2 separate regions of the Mus musculus genome follow, and region 1 is linked to region 2. A link is a contact called in public promoter capture Hi-C data. All regions are on one chromosome and are shown on one strand. The core of a region is the stretch at or near the end of the contact, and the rest is flanking DNA. Distances in the headings are between cores, read along the strand shown.

What was found. Promoter capture Hi-C pulls out the DNA fragments that hold promoters and counts their contacts.
Region 1: a promoter capture Hi-C map of the HPC-7 cell line shows a contact between it and region 2, with 4 times the contacts expected there. The contact joins the enhancer-like site here to the promoter of Esf1 in region 2. A contact is called at or near these places in 10 of 39 promoter capture datasets (the 3T3-L1 cell line, 3T3-L1-derived adipocytes, the C10 cell line and 6 more), 1 of 15 datasets of contacts at CTCF or cohesin (pro-B cells), 47 of 484 Hi-C or Micro-C datasets (the Ba/F3 cell line, the C2C12 cell line, CD4 T cells and 30 more), 2 of 115 datasets of contacts at active chromatin or transcription factors (astrocytes and epiblast stem cells) and 2 of 9 other capture datasets (adipose tissue and liver).

The regions. Positions count from the first base shown.
Region 1 is chr2:139,780,599-139,787,212 of GRCm38.p6, reverse strand. No RefSeq gene overlaps it. Among named protein-coding and RNA genes, the nearest start is that of Ism1, 110 kb to the right of the region's middle. Within about 2 kb of position 2,127, at least 11 of the 459 cell types and tissues checked have an H3K27ac peak or open chromatin away from gene starts, as enhancers often do.
Region 2 is chr2:140,168,132-140,174,224 of GRCm38.p6, reverse strand. Esf1 (ESF1 nucleolar pre-rRNA processing protein homolog) reads left to right here and starts at 3,667. Exons shown (of 14, transcript NM_001081090.1): 1 at 3,667-3,748; 2 at 5,770-6,093. The coding sequence starts at 5,811. Ndufaf5 (NADH:ubiquinone oxidoreductase complex assembly factor 5) reads right to left here and starts at 3,579. Exons shown (of 11, transcript NM_027093.4): 1 at 3,292-3,579; 2 at 2,158-2,198. The coding sequence starts at 3,513.

The DNA.
Region 1 (6,614 bases), core at 878-3,377, 390 kb after region 2:
AGTTCAAATCCCAGCAACCACATGGTGGCTCACAACCATCTGTAACAAGATCTGATGCCCTCTTCTGGAGTGTCTGAAGACAGCTACAGTGTACTTACATATAATAAATAAATCCTTTAAAAAAAAAAAAAGAAAGAAAATAAAGTTCAGACTCCTGCATCAGAAAGGGCTTCCTCTGAGTCCTCCCTGACCCCATCCTTTGGCTTCTGTCTGCTCTGTGCCCTTCCACAGAGGCTGTTTGTTGTACACATCTCCACAGAATAAAAGCATACCCCTTCCCAGAATCAGCTCTAACCTGAACTTAAATATAGGGGCCTCTATTCATCTGGCCCAAACTTCACTAAGCCTCCAAATATAACATGGCTGCTTTGAGGAAGGTATAGGTCTACATGAAATTGTCTTTTCCTGAGGTCAGAAATTGTCTAATTTGGCTAGATGTGAATCCAGTGCTCTCTCATCCAAGATCAAGATGTGGCTTAGACATGAGGCACTGGATGGATCCTGGACTTATAGTTGTGGGATCCCAGGCTCAAATCTGAGCCATCCTGATGGAATTTTGAATGGAAGGTTATGTGAGAGCTTATGTAGAGTTCTTGCATTAAAAAAAAACAAAACAAAACAAAAACCCTTTTGCTAGTCACAGTTGAATATTTGTGAACCAGAAAATAATTCTCACTTCTCTAAATTGAAATTAAGGCTTGCTATGCAGTCTACACAAATGAAAATATGGTCTCTTGTAATTATTTTCAAAAAAGCAGGTATATAAAGACAAAGATATAATAAAACTTTCTTTTGTTATACCTTGTCATTTCATAGTATTTTGTTGCTTGTTTGTGCTTCTAGGGTCAAACTCAAGGTCTCCTATATGCCAGTCAAGTGCCCTACTTTAGAGATAACACCCTTGAGGGTGAGTGTAACCCTTCCTAGGCACTTACAAGTGATAATGGTACTTTCTCAACCAAGTCATCCCACATGGTCAGTGGATCTGGGACCAGGGGAGTACTGGCTCCATCTAGACAGTTTAGAACCCACACAAAGGAACTGCCCGGTACATGTGCCACTGCTCTATTGACTTACAAAACACTGAGTCAAAGACTATGGTCAAGAATTTCAAAATGCTGATAATCATAGTGGTAAACCAAGTGTGAAGTCTTCTGATTATGAGAGTTAAAAACGAATCCTTTCTTGGCTGAAGAGATGGCTCAGCAATTAAGAGTGCTTGCTGCTCTTGCAGAGAATTCAGGTTTAGTTTCCAGTACACACATAGCAACTCACATCCAGGAAATATATACATATACATATGCATATACATACACACATATATATCATATATATTTATATAAATGGTAAACATATATATTAAACAAAATTATAAAAATATAATTCTCTCTCATCACTGTGGCTATATACAGCTTAAGAGATATCAGGAATTTTCTTGGTTGCTTTTGGATTCCTGCTCTGTCTTATATAATCTGGTTTTAATTCCTGGGTGTTTTTTAATTAATTCATTCCTTAGCACTGTTTTTTTTCTCTTTAATTTTATTCAACCATGTTAAAATTCTTTGTAGTATCTGGTACTTTCTAGGTTTGAGTGCTTTAAGATCATGGATCAGAACTTTGATAAGCTTCACCACTCAGAGAATAATATGCCAATCAATGATGCATGCAAGACCTCTCATGTCTCATTATCTCTAAGTCTTTTCTGGACCATTTTGGAAGGAAGTGCAGTCTCTTGCCAGAAAGTATATGTGAGTGCCTGTGCATGTATGTATGTAAGTTCTGGGAGGAAGTTAAAGCAGGGCTTTGAGAATGTTATGGCTTTCTAATATGGGAGCTTTCCTTTGCTTTATCTCTGCTTTTCTCTGTTCCTGTTCCATAAACATGAACTAACTCCATGATGCTCACCATTAACAGAAGAGACTTTATGGCTTTAACTACTAAGGGTGGACTCTGAACAAAACCCTTTCCACGGCGGGCCTTATCTGCTTTTCTTCTGAAATTGTCATCACTTCTACACAACTGAGCAACTCAGCTCTTCCTCTGGGAGAAGCATCTATGTTTCTACTTGTCTGAAAACACTTGGCTTTCCCTTTTCTGTGTTCTGCCAAGATAATTAGCATTCTTTCTCTCATTTCTCACTTTCCAAAAATGTGTTGAATGTATTTATGGCAAATGATAGCTCACTCTCTTAGACAGTGTTTCTTAGTTTGTTTTAAAAGACTTGCTGTCATCTTAAATGGGTTTGGGGTAGGATGAAATGATAGTCATGGACATTATATTTGCAACCTGAAGACATGTAGATGCTAATCTATGATGGAATGCAGACCTGTTCACTTTACTGTTAGATGAAGTCTTGCTTTGTAGTCAGTGAAACAGGAAAGTTCTAGAGAAATTCCATCTTTTACTCTTTCTCATTGCCAAATTGTGGTCCAAATACAGTTCTAAGAATCCTAGTTATTTAATTCCCATAGCTTAAATAGACAAAGAACAGAATTTTGGTAGACGTTTGGATGTGGCTTAACTCCAGAAACTGTCAAGAGATAAGTGGTAGACCAAATGAGAAAGCTGCTGCAAAACACATGACAGTACTGGGGTTTCTAGGAGACATAGTCTTAAAAAACATTGCTCCATGGATGTGCCACAAACCCCTCACACCCTTTGGTCAAGCTTGGTATATCTCCCCAGTGTTTGAACACTGAAGTTCTGTGTTCTCTCCCATTCCTTTGTTAGTGGGTGGGATCCTTGGTTCCAACAGAGCATCTCTGCTATTTCATACCTGTGAGTTTCTCCTTCAGATCTGTGAATTTATCATCCGAAACCATTTTCAATGCTTGAAGACCCATTTGAATTCTTACCTTGTATGTTTTCTTCTTACCTTGCATTTCCACAGAAATTTAGAGTAAACCTTACTTACATTTCAGTAGGAATTTTGCATTTACAGATTGGTAGTCGGATCCTGCACATCAAGAAGTAAGTGTCATTACACCTGGAATAGCACCTTGCTTGTAAGTGCTCCTGCATAAATACTGATCACGGAATCTGACTGAAAGTGTAACTGATAGGCAACCTGACGAGCCTTAGTCCCCAGGAAAAATTTTGTAGGAAGCTGTGCATTTGGTTCGAGGTTAAGTGATCGATGTGTTTTTAAAAGTGAAATAGAATTTTTATCATATGCAATTTACCTTAAACACACATGTTGACAGGACAATGAGGTGTTTTTTTCATGGACCACATCATTGGTATGCCACCAAGTTGTTTTAAGTTTGAGCATCATAGCTTAATCGTGAGCTATCAGCTCCATCTCTTAAAAAGAAAGGGTGGCGACAGGTTGTGGGAGGTGGAAAATGTCTCTACTGATGTGTGTCTGGGAGTCGTGTTCCTTGACATAACTGACCCACTCCCCAGATACCTGGGCTCAAATCCTATCTAGCGATGGACTCATGTTGCAAGTTTCAAGTCACTTTTTTCTTTGCTCCAGATTGCTCTTTAATCAGGTGTGACTTCTGACACATTTGCTTTAAATCTCTCTCTACTCCCCTGTCAAACAGTTAATGATCTCAAAATGTTACAGTGCATTCTTCAGATTTCCCACAGAGTCCAGTGTGGATAGAATGACACATAAATGGAGAACAGAGAATCACCTGCTTGGTTTCTGTGTGTGTGTGCGCGCACACACACACACACACACACACACACACACACACGCACACGCCGTGCTCTGGGCATGCGCACTACTCTGGTTTCATAGCACAGGGTGAGGCTCAGGAGGCCACTATGCTTCCTTGAATGCTCTTCTCCACTCTCTTGGCATTACTCATCATTTTATCTTTTAATTTCTAAGTAGCTGTGTTAAGTAGAGACTGATGGGTCAATGGAGCATGAACACAAACAGGAGATATGCATGCAGTATACGGAATTTGCTGTTCTGTGAGGCACGTTTGCAGTGTTCATACTGGCCCACATACACAAAGTTCTGGTGAATTTCCAATGCATGGGTGCTCACCAAGACTCAACTCACATTACGTCTACAGCATACAAAGCAAGCTAGAACACTAACATCTTTCAAAGCATTCCCTTCTATATCCAAACCAGATCCTTCTGTGAATGTAAGAAGAATTGATATTGAACAATTAAGAAAGCTTGTCATGTCCCACAGGAGTCAACCAGCAGACAGGCTGAACATGGCACAGAGGGGAAGACAGAGCAATCCAGAGGTCTTTTCCTTTTCAGACTTCATTACTCACCATTAAGCTATAATATAGAGTGTTGGTAGAATGTGAATGTATGAAGAAGTAAAATAGTCCAGTTTGTGTGCTATTTCCATAGTCTCAGCAAGAATGAAACAATACATCCAGATGAATAAAATACAAACTATATAATTATAGTAATGTCACAAGTTAAATACCCTTAAGGTTTCATTTAAAACTGGAATTATACAGTATAAGATCAATGATAAAATCCAAGCTAACAAGTTAAACTTGTAATTTAATTTTTCTAGACGTAAAATAATATTAATGTCGATTTAAAAATTTATCGTGACATGTATTGAATGAGAACATGAGAGAGAGAGAGAGAGAGAGAGAGAGAGAGAGAGAGGGAAAAAAGGCTTTCCCTTTCAGTAACTTCAATAGCATTTCACCCATGAGAAAAACATTACCTGTTAGTAGAGTTTAAAGTTAATAGTCTTTACTATAATGCTACACATCCATGTCAGACTTGTCTGTGAGAGAATAAATGTATTGTGATTTCTAAGGACAGGGATAGTATATACCCTAGTATGGCTGTGGACCAAGGAAAGAAGTCATGTTGATGATTATTTAAGTATCAGACCACATGTGATCGTAATAGCACCCAAACATTGAAACCTTTTCCAGTTTCATTATACTGAAGAGTTAACCAACACATGCCTGTACTAAGAGAGGTCTTTACTTCATTTAAGGGTCAGCCTAAAATTAATTAGAAAGAAAAAGGATAGTGAAACAAACTTAAACAAACAGAAGCAGGACTGGAGATATGGCTCTGCAGTTAAGAGAGTGTACTGCTGTCACAGAGGACCAGGGCTCAGTTTTTAGCACTTAGGTGGTTGGCTCACACTACCTGTAACCTAACTCTTGAGGATCCACTGCCCTCTCCTAGCCTCTACAGGCACATGTACTCATGTGCACATACCCCAACACACACACACACAGAGGCACACACACGGACACACACACAGACACATACACACACACACAGACACACACAGAGATACACACAGACACACACACAGATACACATACAGAGGTATATACACACACATACACACACACACACACACATACACACACACACACATACACACACACACCCTACACAGAGAGACATGCACATAATTTAAAACTAAGGAATCCAAATATGGTCAGAAATGAATGGTCTTGGAAAGAGGAAAACAGTGGATTAAAGCCAGACATTCAGAGTTGGTTCTTCAGAATGAGCAATACAAGTTATAAGTCTAGCAAAACTGACAGGAGGGTGGGGTTCTCGGGAGATTGTTCATCAGTTAAAGTTCTTGCCGCATCAGCAAGAGGACCTGGATTCAGACAACTAAAACTCACATAAATGTTCAAGGGTGAAACTATTATGTGACTGCAATTCTGTCCTCTAAAGATGTAGACAGCAGTTCTCTGGAGCAACATGTCTAACCAGACTAACCAGATCTGAGAGCTGTGAATTTGATTGAACGATCCTAACTCAGTAAATGGGATAGGAGGAAGATTTGAACCCCAACCTCTGCACCTACACTTACGCGCACACATGCAAGTGTGAATCTACACACAAGTGTTTTCCCATAAACATGTGCATGCATACCACACACACACACACATGCGCAAGAAAAGCAAAACAAAATAAAACAAAAAACAAAAAGCAAACAAAACAAAACAAAACAAAAAATGTTTAAAGAGCTCGAGAGATGGCTCAGAGGGTATAGTGCTTCCTCATCAAGAGAGAACCAACTCCAAGGACTTGACTTCCACCAGCACACCCACATACATAATATGATACGAATAAATGAAATTTCTTAAAAGAGACAAAACAAAATGTACCAACTTTAAGAATGAAATATACAGACTAAAGAAATTATAGATGAGCAGTTGAATGCATATGAATTCTACAGTTGAGATGGAGCAAAGCACTTTTGTGAAAAAACAAAACAAGAAAACCAACTATGAAGAGTGACTCAAGATAAAACGCATACTTGAATAATCCTGTGAAGAAAATTGAATCCATGCTTTAAAATCTTCTATAAAATGAATTCTATAGTTAGACCATTTTACAAGCATACTCCACTAGTTATTGAAAAGAGATGGAGTGCTTGGTCTATGTTCTAGTTCTGTAAATAAGAGAAGAGTCATATTCAAGTCATATTCAAGTTCTACAAATATGAGAAGAGAACACATTCAAGTTTAACTCATAAATATCTTGATGTCACAGTTAAAGACACTAGAGGATATGAGTGCTACAGAAGTTATCTAGAAACAAAATGGCGGTGGATGGAGGTCTAAGGTGGGGTGTTTACCTAGCCTGTTCAAAGCCTTAGCCCAAACATTTTTAAACCATAAGGCTGATACACTGTA
Region 2 (6,093 bases), core at 2,418-4,917:
CACACAGATTTCAGTCCCTTTGACCATGGCTAGCCATAATCAAAAGTAAGAACTCCAGGTTGGCCAGGAGTGTCTTAGGACCAAGGTTTGTGCAGCTGCAAGCTCTCCCGTAGCACCAAGTGCAGACTACCCAGGGAGACAACAGTTCTTCAAGGTTTAAACAGTCTCAAAACAATTTCTCAGTCTCTACTGATTAATTAGCAAGGGCTTCGGTGAAACACGTCACTAAAGCCAGACATAAAGGCTTCACTTTACATATCACTACAATGATAATAACTATTTTTTGTCTTTAAAAGAATTAGTAGCCGGGCGTGGTGGCGCACACCTTTAATCCCAGCGCTTGGGAGGCAGAGGCACTCGGATTTCTGAGTTCGAGGCCAGCCTGGTCTGCAGAGTGAGTTCCAGGACAGCCAGCAGGGCTATACGGAGAAACCCTGTCTCGAAAAACAAACAAAAAACAAACAAACAAACAAACAAACAAACAAAAAAGAATTAGTGACAAAATGAAACACTGGGGCCTAACTAAGGAAAAATTTTTACCTATAAAATTATAACTCCTTTTAAATTGAAAAGATGTACTTAAAATATAGCTGAAAAATTTGTGATTTAATGAAATCCTCCCTACTTTTAAAGAAAAATGTGATAAATCTATCCCATGTAGTATATAATTCAACAAATGTCACTTAACAAAAGTCAACAAAAAGGAGTGATTTGCTAATACCAGAGAGTAATTCTAATATAAAGCAGTAATATTTGGCAGTAGTTCCATTACATGGTGACAAGCCTGAATCAATAAAGCTTTCATTGTGCCTAAAACAAGGGCAATAGATCCATCAAGACTTTTATATTACTTCATTGAAGATGTTCCTTCTCAAGTCATTCCCTGTAGAATCTGTATTACTATTACCAATGCTTAAGATAAAATGAGCAATGTCTTGTGGATCTCCTTTTCCTCTTGCTGGGCAGCGGGGGTGGGGGGAGGGGGGATAGGGATGGGGGAGCAGAAGCAGAGAGCTCCCGAGAGAAAGCTTCAGTGAGACAGCTCTACTTTAGTGATCCAGGGGTAGGGTATATAAGGGCTCTTAGGTTTAGGGGTGGAAAGAGTCCACTGGTCATAACACAGTACCTCATTATCATATGGGAAGGGGGCAAGAGTGAGCCTTATGCTGAATCATACAGAGATTGCAGCAAGCTCTTTGCAGGGTTATCCTCCAAATAAGGTCAGACATCTGTATTCAGACACTAACAAACAAGGCTAGATAGAGAAATGGAAGCCCCTCTGAGAAAGGGAGTCTTCCACTTTGCACTGAGCTTAGAAAGCTATCCAGACATGGTGGGCTGCAAACCTTACTAGCAGGGTTCTCCAACAGGTCTCACCTATACTAACTGGAAAACAAATCTAGATAGACTTTTTTTTCCTTCACTCAAACTGCAGAAGATTCTATTGTTCATTTCAATAAAACCTAAACTTAAGTTTAATAAATCTTAAAATTTCACATGTAGTTAAATTTTTAATTCCATATTTTGAGCAATCTATCTAAATTTGGGCTACATGAAGTAGATCAGTCATTCAGGCTTGAAGAAAGCTACAAGTTTTACATTCATAATTTAAAAAAAGAAAAATAAAAGTTACCAATGAAGAAAACAGCATTTAAATACCTAATAAAAAAAAAAAGAAAAGAAAACAGCATTTGCTTTCCCGGACAAGAAAAAGAATAAGCAGGAGTGGCTGTGTATGCTTATAATCTCAACATTTAGAGGCAGAGGCAGGAGGAGTGCCTCCTGGGCTACATAGTGAGACCCTATCTCAAAAATCTAAAAAGAAAGATGTTTACAGTGAGTTAAATCTCTAATCCTGCCAATACATTTCTCATACTCAACTACTCCACGTAGCAAACTCACATCACTTAATTTCCAGTCTTCATTCAACATCAGATTTTGTTCTTAACCAGGACTGGAGAAGCAGGTCTATAGTCTCAGATACTTAAGAACCTAAGAAAGGTGGGCTGTCCAAGCCTAGTTCAAGGTATAGCTTAGGAGTTAGAGCAAGTTGTCTGTTTTGGGAAAAAGACAGAGAGACAGACTGGGAGAGGGGAGCATGGGAGAAAGGAGCAGGGAGAAGGAGAGACTGCATCTCACTGAAATAGCATCTCCTACCTGGCTATGTCATAAACACGGTCTGCAATCCGACTTCCAACCTGGAAAATTTCAAGAGTCAATGGGTTAAATACACCAAGCAGGCTTAACAGAAAAGTAACTTTTTTTCCTAAGATTCAACATATGTTTCAAAACAGAAGTGTTTCCTTCTATCCCATTTGCTATTGTCCCACAGCAACTTCCTTTACAAATACTTTATTTTTTTATTATGGAAATAATAAAATACCCTGAAAACAAACGGAAGCAAATTACTTTAGAAGCAAATTTAATGAAATCAAAATTAACGATCTCCTTGGTGTGGCAGTTTATGTCTATAGTCCTTCGATTCAGGAGTAAGCAGGATTACCACAAGTCTGAGGCCAGTCTGGAATACACGGTGACTATGAGTTCCAAACCAGGATATATTAAAAAGACCCTTGTCTCGGAAACTCAAACCCAACATCAACATCGGGAGGCTGAGGCAGGTGGATTTCTATGAATTCGAGGTCAGGCTGGTATATATTACATAATAAATTAAGACAGCCAATGCTTGCAAATTAGTAAACACCAAGTCTGGAAAAGTATAGACGACCATCTCCTAAACACAACATAAAAGAAATCGTATGGTAAGTACCACCCTTCCCCGGACTGGCGTCATCCGGGATGCAGTCAACTATCCACACCTTGTACTCAGTCTCTTACAAGCTTTTCTTGAACAGAATGGAAGGACTTATTGAAGGCCTCTACACGTCCTTTTGGCCTTAGGAGTTTTGCACTTTTCCTTTTCCTAGGAGACTCGTCCCATCTCTCATCTCGGCTCAACTAATCTCTCACTTTTCGCCATAACAGCCATTCTTGACCACCGCAGTCACCAATACCGCTATCTCACTTTTTCTTCACCTTCCTTTTGCTGCAATTACATTCCCTGTCTATGTGTCTCCTACTCACTCCTAAATGATCTTGCTTTTCCCTGGAACTCAAGCAGTGTTTGCAAAGCGAATGAATGATTGCCCCGCATGCTATCGGAGCCTCTCGTGCTTCCCGGAAAATCAGAAAGGCTCTAGAGAGTGAAGCTTCTCAAGGTCACACAGTCGGGTGGGTGGGTCCGCCCTACCCGGCTCCACGCCTCCCTCCGTCGCAGCCCCACAGTCTCACCTCCTCCTTCAGGTAGTCAAATTTCATGGGGTCGGGCTGCCGGGCGGCCCAATTCTTCTGCTTCCTCTTCAATTCCCTGTCGAAGATGTTTAGGGCTCTGGGCGAGGTGCTGCCCGAAGGAGGGACACCAGAAGCGACCTCCCTGCGACTGCCGCTCGATGCAGAGACCGCTGGCCGGCCAAGCAGTGGGCAGAGGCGCAAAAGAACGACCTTTCGCAGCATCTTCAGCCCGGGCGCCACAGCAGGGCATGGTTTCTATTAGGCGCATGCGCCAACGGGACTACGACTAGCGCAGTTCCAAGGCGGAAGGTTGAAGTAGTTTGGCCCAGCTCGCGTGCCGTTAAGACGGAGCGTCTCGCGGAGGATTGTGGGAGTGCGCTCCATGTGAACTCAGACTGGGATCTGAGAAGAGTGGTGGGAAACTGTGCGGTCGCCCGTCGGGCTCTCCTTGGGATTTGTGAGTAGCCCCTATAGTCCGGTCCCTTTCTGGCCTCATTGTTCTCTTCAGAGCTGCTTCTCGAGAGAGACAGAGAACGCAGCCGAGTAACTTGCCCCGAAAGTTTGTGAGGTGGGAAGATGGTTCGGGACGAGCTGACCTGGAGCTCCCAGGCCAGAGGGTGGGTGGACTTGAGGGAGACCGGGAAGCGTTTCAAGTGCTGTCCAGTTGCTTTCGCTCCTCTGAACATCCCATGTTCGCCGTGGGCTTCCATTTCCAACATTCACACGCACTGCAGTTGGTTGAGGTGGTAGCTGTGTCGTACAGCTGTTCCAGGTGTTGTAGTATCTCTCTCTCTCTCTCTCTCTCTATTAGAATGTAAAGGGTTCTGAAGTAAAGCAACACTGTAATTCCAGTATTGAGGCCGAGAGACAGAAGTGATTGCAGTTCAAGGCTAGGCTAGCCTGTTGTGATGGCGTACAGTCTGTCGCAGGAGTGAGGGGCGTAAATACTGTCTTGTTTGGTCAGTCAGCTTTTATTCATACAGAAACTTCTGACTTTTTTGCAAAGTTGAAATCTGGAGAAATCCAACCACCAGGGACGCTTTACAAAGGAACATTAGGCATACAAACTTCTGTGAGCGTTTTTGTGTGTTTATAGCCTATCTAGGCCTTAGTCACTTTGAGAATAAAATGTTATAAAAAAGCGACATTTGGGACTGGATAGATTGCTCAGTGGTTAAGTGCACTGGCTGCTGGTCTTCAGTGGACCTAGGTTAAATTTCCAGCATCCACTTGATGGCTGACTATTGTCCAGTCAGTAAAACCAGTTCCAGGGGCTCAGAAGACCTCTTCAGGCGTCCATGGGCAGGAGGCACAGAAGTGATATGCAGACACACATGAATACTTAACACCCATACACATGGAAAAATTTATTAAGAAGAACGTGACAATTGTTAACTGTAGTTTGAGACTAATTTGGGTCTTGATAGAAACTAGGATTTATAGAAATAACACTAAGGTAAATCTGATTTGATTTTTTTTTAAATGCCCCTCATTAGTTAAGAGACAGCTTTGTAAAACCAAAAGCTTATGCAATTATGAAGTAAACATTAACAAAGAGAATGAAACAAGACTATGAAAACCCAATTAGACCAGCTGAGATTTCAGAATCTTTTGTTTTTGTCTTCCTGTGTCTGTTGCATCTGTAGATGATTACATCAGCCCACATACCCATGCACGTGTGTGCTCATATGTTTGGAAGGGTGCTTGTATATGGAGCCAGAGGTGATGGCTAGTGTCTTCCTCAATTGCTCTCCACTTTTTTTTTTTTTTTTAAGCAGAACCTCTCATTGGAACCTGAAGCTCCTCAAGTAAGCTAAGTTGGATGATTAGGGAGTGAGTCCTCTTGTCTCTGGGATTACAGGCATTCAGGGTTTGTTTGTTTGTTTGTTTGTTTGTTTTATGTGTGTGTGTTCTGGAGTATCAAATCCATGTTGTATTTGTATTACAAGCGCTTCGCTGATTCAGCCTTCTCCCCAGCATCTGTCTTTGGTTTCTTGAAACAATCTCACTAGGTAACCCAGACTGACCACCAATTCCCTATGAAACTATCTAAGATCTGGCCTCATAATAAGCATGATTCTGCCTTCAGAATCTTGGTTTTACGTGTGTGGCTCTATGCACCAAGAATAATCTTTTAATTGATGGCAAGTACAAGCTAGAACTATAAAAATTCTGAGGGCAGTCAGCTACTAAACATTGCCCTCCTCAAAACCCTAGGTTTATAAAACCTTGGTTTACAAGTTTATTTCAAGTGATCTGTAAGGGAAGGATTATATTTTGCTATGCCTTTATTTTTTATGTTTGACCCAGAATAGTTTGGGTAGGTGAAATTAAATTTAAGTTGTCTTAATGTTGTGTATTTAGAGAGAGAGTGAGAATGAGAATGCATACATACACAATGAACAAATGTGGTTTTAAAAAATATTTTAATTATTAACCATTCATCATTGTAATATTTATCTATTTATTTATTTTTAGTATTTGGTTTCTCTGGATATTTCTTCATTAAGACTTTAAAAATGTCATCCAAACAAGAAATAATGGATGACCAGCGGTTCAGGCGGGTTTCAAAGGATCCCAGATTTTGGGAAATGCCAGAAAAGGAACGAAAAGTCAAAATTGACAAGAGGTTTCGAGCCATGTTCCATGATAAAAAGTTTAAATTGAACTATGCTGTTGATAAAAGAGGTCGTCCTATCAGTCACAGCACTACAGAAGACTTGAAGCGCTTCTATGACCTTTCAGACTCTGATTCTGATCTCTCTGATGAAGAAAGCAAAATACTCAGTCAGAAGAAAGCGA